Regions from separate parts of the Mus musculus genome. Here region 2 is linked to region 1. A link is a contact called in public Hi-C data. All regions are on one chromosome and are shown on one strand. The core of a region is the stretch at or near the end of the contact, and the rest is flanking DNA. Distances in the headings are between cores, read along the strand shown.

Region 1 (3,267 bases), core at 473-2,972:
TGACTCTTTTGCCTGCTCCTGAGACTCCTATCATCCTGTTAGGTTGCTTTTCCCAACCTAGAAATAAGGGCTTTTGCCTTGTCTTATTGTATCTTCCTTTGTCATGTTTTGTTGTTGTCTCTTAGAAGCCCACTATTTACTAAGGGGAAATGGTGAAGGAGGGAAGGGCATGTGTGGGTGAACATGAATGGGTGGATGGAGGAGAAACTGTGTTTGGGATGTTTTGTATGAGAAAAGAACCTATTTTCAGTAATACAAAAAGAATACTCAATGAGGCTCATAACTGTTACTTTGAACTAATTTAGTCATAACCTTTCATTTTTAAATTATGGAAACTGACATCCAAAAGCAATCAGTACTTGACAGTATGGCCATCATATGAGTAGTTATTGCTAGGCAAGAGCCCTAGTCCTAACCTGCTAACTATCCTACAACATAAAACCCTAAAAATAACAGTGAACAGTAATTTTAAATCACATGTATCTTAGCTTTCATTCTTCCATTGTGTAAAATAATAGAAGGCTATTTAAAAAGACCATTCTTCAAAAATCATACGTCTTCTTCACTCTCATGGCTTTCCAAGAAAATGTGATCTCTTCAAACTTCTTTTGTGCCTGTTTAATCAAAAGGCCACCTGTAACACACATGGACTGACTGAAAACCAAGTTGTTTCAAACAATTGTTGAAAACAATAAGCAGCACATTATTTCAGAATGTAAATAAATATTATGTTCTGTGTTATGGGTTTTGGATCTTTGTATCCATGTAAGCAAAAATGGGGTCAAATGGAAAAAATGCAATATTTGAAATCAGAAACTAGGGACTTAAAAATCCAAATCTTATATTTGTGGTTATTGAGTATTCTCATTCATGTATCACAAGAACCAGGTATCATAATTATTGTCTGTAACCACAGGGCTAGAGAATTGGAGACAGGAGGATAATCAGTTCAGACTGGTTATCCTTGGCTATATAGCAAGACCAATTTAGGAACCCTGCCTAAAATTAACAAAGTTAAAGAGTAAAGTCGGTAGGAGCACTTTAGCACATCCATGTACCAGCGCACACAGTCTTCTGCTAATTACTCTGCAGTTACTTCTCTTGTGGACTCTTCTCACCAGTCATGGGATCTGCGTCTGTGCTTTTCATCCCCGTGTAATCTGCAGCCCGCATCACATCCAGCTCCTTCTCTCCTGCCTCTGTAGATTTTCATCAGCCAAGACAAGAAGCCAGGTGGGACAGACTTTGTGAGGGACAGAACATGGGGGCCTGATGGAGGTGAGGAGAGATGGGAGGAAATGTCAGAGTGTTGGGAGAAAGTATGTTGATGACGCAGTAGGTGGGAAAGCTGGTCTGGTTAATGTCCGAGGTGTCCCAACACTCCAGACACTGCTATACTTACTCCTGTGCCACTGGAGTGAAACTTTTCTTAGGATCACTAGTCACTCAGCAAATCTTTTTTTTTTTTCCTTGAAGTTTTGCAAAGCGCATTTCCTGGCTCCAGGATTTTGCCACTGATGCCTATACAGACCGTTACTTTTATATTCTTTTGAAGCTATGTGTTTGTTTCAGGCAAGGCTTACATAGAAAAACTTAGGATTAGAAAAAAACAAAACGAAAAAGTAGTTCTAAATCATGGCTCTGAAGAGCAACAACTAGACTACGAGACATGCTTTAGCAAGGACTCCCTCAGAGGCACTGATGATGTCAGAGATACAAATAGCACGGCCCATCACTCAGCTGCATGCCTCCTAACCACAGAAGCACAGACATACACTAATGGACACATGGCTGCCTGTTTTTAGTGGATCTGCTACCAATTCTGTATCAGCATCTTTGTGTTTTTTGGCAAACTCAGGAAAGAGATTGCTAATCTTAGCACCCTAATTGGGGAGACTATCTGCCTTCTTTCGAGATTTACAGTTCCCAAGGTCTAAGGGGCACCCAGCTTATGTCCTGGCAACTCATTGCACGGCTTTGTTACTATTTGGAAACCACTTATTAGAATCTGCTTTAAACGTTATGGGAGAGTCGCTGCTGGTGTAAAATCATCCTCTAAGTTTTACTGAAGACATTGACCTTTTCTGTTCCCTTTCTTATGTGCATAGAAATCCAGTATGCCTCAGCCTGACATGGTCCATCAGTCACGAAAATGTGACACCCAGAACAGCAGCTGGGGGTGGGGAGGGTATAGAAGTACAAGAGCAGCTTCCTTACCCTGCCTGTGCTTTGAGCTGCACACCAATCTGCAGCTCCATTTTCCTTTCTTGGCCTTGGGCCCCTTCTTTCCGGCACTCTGTTTCAAAAAACATCACAAGCTTTGCAGGTGGTTTGTGTTGCACCACAGCTCGTATTCCTGACAGATCCTACGTCTGCACATTAATACTCCTCAATACTTCCAGCCTGAAGCTTTCCCAGACACACTGGCCTAAGAGCCTCAGAAGCAACACATTATATGGCTTGCTACACAGGAATTCCTTCTGGGTCTGAAGGTTGGAAGGTCATAGTGCTTTAAACAAAATAGGCTTCATGGCCACTTGCCTATGAACTTTAAGGTATTTGACTACATGAATAAGAAACCAGTCTTCTACAAAGATGCTGGGCAGCGCTGAGTTACCACAAGCATGAATGATTATCAATGCTACAATTACAATCATACAGTGCTTAGAAAATCAATCAGTAAACATTTGTTAGGTCCTTCTCCTCTATGTGACATTATCTAGTTTAAATAATATATTTCTTTTCAAAGGATATCACATAAGGCCAGTGATTATTTATACAATTTATAATTAAAAGAATACCTAAAACAATGTAATCTGGCAAAGGCTATATATACACTTAGTTTAAGGACAGGCAGGGCAGGACACTAAACCAAGATAAAGGGTTCCTGAGTTCAGGCTAGCTAACCCAACTTATTCATTCAGAGACTGAAAAACAATGAAGAGAATGGTGTTAACTGGCAAAGAGATGAAAGGAAAAAAAAAAAGCTCAGCAATTGACTTCTACATTGTTACAATCTGTCATTTGAGGAGCCATTGGAATAGTTTGCTGGGCTGGGGAGCGATTTTTCTCATTTTACTATTTTGCATTGAAATAAAGTGGGATACCTTAGTTTGAAATGTGTGAAAACAAAGTTTTCAAGCTTTAGCAACAAATACAGAATGGTGGAGCAAGGGAGAGTTTCGTCTCCCAGGAAATCTGGAAATAAGAGAAGAGAGAGCTATTCCTAAGGGTCCTGAATAGATGAGTGAAGTGACTCTCAATAAA
Region 2 (3,267 bases), core at 352-2,851, 230 kb before region 1:
ACAATTTATACTTGTCCTAAGGAAAATGGCCTTTAAATATAGTATTAAGTAGTATAGGAATGAACCAATGAAATGGTCTGATATTAATAGTCCTTTAATAATTTAATATTTAGGACAAGTAAGCAAAGCCAGATGTTAACTGAAACGTCTCCCAGTTGGGTCAGAGTCTGAGCATGTTCCTCCAGTGTAAACATCCCGGCCTTGTGCCCAGGAGTTAAGGAGGGTGGGGGGGGGGCGGCAATTTCTACAGACTTTCTCTGTCCAATCATCCAGTGTCCAGCTATTAAAACTAAAATAACACACACACACACACAAAATAGTCACACATACAGAGAGAGAGAGGAGGAGGAGGAGAAGGAAGAGGAAGAAGTGGAGGAGGAGGAAAAGAAGGAGAAGAAGAAGGAGAAGGAGAAGGAGAAAGAGAAGGAGAAGGAGAAGGAAGGAAGAAGAAGAAAGAAGAAGAAAGAAGAAGAAAGAAGAAGGAGAAGAAGGAGGAGAAGGAGGGGGGAGAAGGAGGGGGGAGGAAGAGGAGTAGAAGGAGGAGGAGGAGGAGGAGGAGGAGGAGGAGGAGGAGGACTCATTTAAAAGTCTCAGAGAGTCTGATTTACTTTTCAATGGCCCATTCATCCTTTGACCATTTACTCTGTAGTCCATGCAGTTATAACATAAGCTGGATTTCAGACCTGGAAAACTGACCTGCAACACCCAATCCTTTTGCCAAGTCCAAGTGAAGGAGGGCTCTTGGAATAATTCTGGAATTGCTGTAATGACAAGTTTAAGATTCAATTATTAAGCGTAGTAATTTATTTTTACTATGTTTGCAAAAAATGGCTTCTCTCCAACTAAATTTGCTCCCTTCACAGCCAGAAGGCCCAAGATAGCAGTGATGATCCTTGCAGCACAATGACAGAGCAGTTTGCTCTCTGTTGTTTAATGCCACGTCAAACAGAGGGATTTCTATGAGGCTGGGATGGAGACATTTCTCTTTTGCCTTAGTTTGGGCAAAAAACTTGATTTCCTTCAGATAGCTGTAATGGATGGTGTGGACGGCAGAGAGCAATCAGACTCAGCTTCAGGCAAATGCCAAATGTTTCCCAGAAGGATAAATCTTGTTTCCTGCCTTACTTCACAGAATTAAGCCTTAAACAAGTCCTGTACTGTGGCTTGAATGCTATGTTTATATCAGCTTTGGCTCTCTGGCTCATGGTTGGGAACATTGTATTGGTCTGTAACTCGGAAGGTTTTCCTGAAGAAGAAATCATTGCCCCAGTGTCTTTATCTCCTCTCCGTTTTATTTGTTCTATTAATATGAGTGAAGAAGCTCTGAATGGTAAGGAGATTCATGGAGACAGTGACATTGGCCAGGTGCAGCTTGCAAAGCCAGTGATTTAGCATCTTGCTTTGGTTACTGTCTTTCCCAGGAGTTGTATGAAAGATGCCTCTTCATAAAGGATTTTTGTTTTGGAAAATTATAACAGTATCCTGTCTCTACGCGAGGAGCATTCTGAGGCTATTCAGTAGGAAGGTCTTTTCTGTAGGGTTCAGGGTAGGCTCAGACCTTGCGGTCTCAGGGTCTTAAATGAAACCAAACCCTCCGGGAATTGCATTCGTTTATGGTTTAGTAACAGGCCACTTCCTGTTTCGAAGCGAAATGGGCTTGAAGAGGCTTATAAAAAGGGCTCAAAAGGTTTCTTGGACATCAAATGACTCTAGTAAAACATTTTGATGAGTTAAGTGTAAATGCATCAGCAGCATACGGATTAAATTCCCTTCTAAATAAACATTAACAGAGAACATGTTTGGCAAAATGCATTCTGAGTTTTGCAAAACCGAAAACATTTGAAAAAGGAGTGTGAGCTATTTGATGAGCTCAGAAAGCAGCCGGATTGCCCATCCCATACTGAATATTTTCTTTGGATGTTCTGCAGATGTCAAATAAATTAGGATGCAGATATTAAAACCAATGGAGGCTGTAGAAACCATCAGCAGCCTGTCAGTAAGAAGGGCGTTTCTTTGGATATCCTGGTCACGTATGTGTGGCTGAAGAGAGCCCTGGGGACCTGTAACCCTTTCTTCACTCACAAGCAACAGTTCTTTCCCAGGTTCATCCTTCCAGGTCCTTCTATTATTCATGGATGGCTCTTGCATCTGTTTTCCTGCCTGTAAGCTATTTTGGCTCCCACAGAGGATTCTGGTTTTCCTATATATCTGCACTGGAACCTTGGTGCCACCAGGCAGATGACAGCCTTGCTGTAGTTCAGGCCAAGGCTTTTTATCCAGAAGCCATTGCCCTTGTCAAGATTTTCATTATCTCACACCATCTTTTTTTTTCTTTCTGACATTCTTCCAAGACTAAATTCATTAATCCTTTGGGGCATTTTAAGTGACAACGGAGCAGAAAGATTAAAGCAGGGGTACATTTTGAATGCATCATTGTCTGCACTCAGTTACTAAATGGAGAGTGAACTTTTATTCCAAGCATTAAGAACATTAAGAAGTCCTCCCTCCCTCCCTGCCTCTCTCCCTCCCTCCCTCTCTCTCTCTCTCTCTCTCTCTCTCTCTCTCTCTCTCTCTCTCTCTCTCTCCCCCCCCCCTTTCCTCTCTTTCTCTCTGTGTGTGTACATGCAGTGTGCAAAGGCATTTTGTGAACATTATATGCGGATATGTATCCACATGAAACAAGGTATCTTGTAAATAATACATTGGGTTTGTCAATAAGGCTATTGTGTCAGGCTGTAGCCTGAGATATTCATCTGTTTCCACGTTTCTAGTGATGATATACAAAAATGCACCTCTGTATTTAACTGTTTACACATGTACTGGAGATTCAACTTAGGTCCTCATGAATACATAACAAACATTTTATACCAAACCATCCCCCTAGTCCCAATTTTTTGAGCCAGGGTTTTATGTAGTATGGGTTAATTTCTTATATTTTATAATCTGACTTGAGGATCATTTTGATTTTGAACTATACATGTAGAAAATAGATTATAAGAAGATGAACAGGTAAATAGATAGCAGAGATTTTATTTAAGTACACAATTGGACCTTTATGACAGTGTCTTTGGTAAGTGTTAAGTGACCATCTATACAACATAGAAAGGTAACATGCTGCTTTCTAAAACACTAAAGCATATAGAGATGGTACCCATGCCTCACCATTACTATTCATCTTGTTTGCCACCTTTATGCATTTGTTAAAGGGTTTCTGACTAATGCCAGTGTAGGCTGAGTCTGTTGACCTTGAATGTCTGTACTTTCAAT

The links. A called contact is a pair of places that touch in the nucleus more often than the background predicts.
Region 2: a contact with region 1 is called in a Hi-C map of uterus, with 3 times the contacts expected there. The contact joins two enhancer-like sites. A contact is called at or near these places in 8 of 484 Hi-C or Micro-C datasets (embryonic fibroblasts, nephron progenitors, uterus and 1 more).

What each region holds. Positions count from the first base shown.
Region 1 is chr12:10,229,604-10,232,870 of GRCm38.p6, forward strand. No RefSeq gene overlaps it. Among named protein-coding and RNA genes, the nearest start is that of Nt5c1b, 140 kb to the right of the region's middle. Within about 2 kb of position 1,723, at least 27 of the 459 cell types and tissues checked have an H3K27ac peak or open chromatin away from gene starts, as enhancers often do. A contact at or near this core is called in uterus, where this site is marked.
Region 2 is chr12:9,995,705-9,998,971 of GRCm38.p6, forward strand. No RefSeq gene overlaps it. Among named protein-coding and RNA genes, the nearest start is that of Gm33734, 78 kb to the left of the region's middle. Within about 2 kb of position 1,602, at least 22 of the 459 cell types and tissues checked have an H3K27ac peak or open chromatin away from gene starts, as enhancers often do. A contact at or near this core is called in uterus, where this site is marked.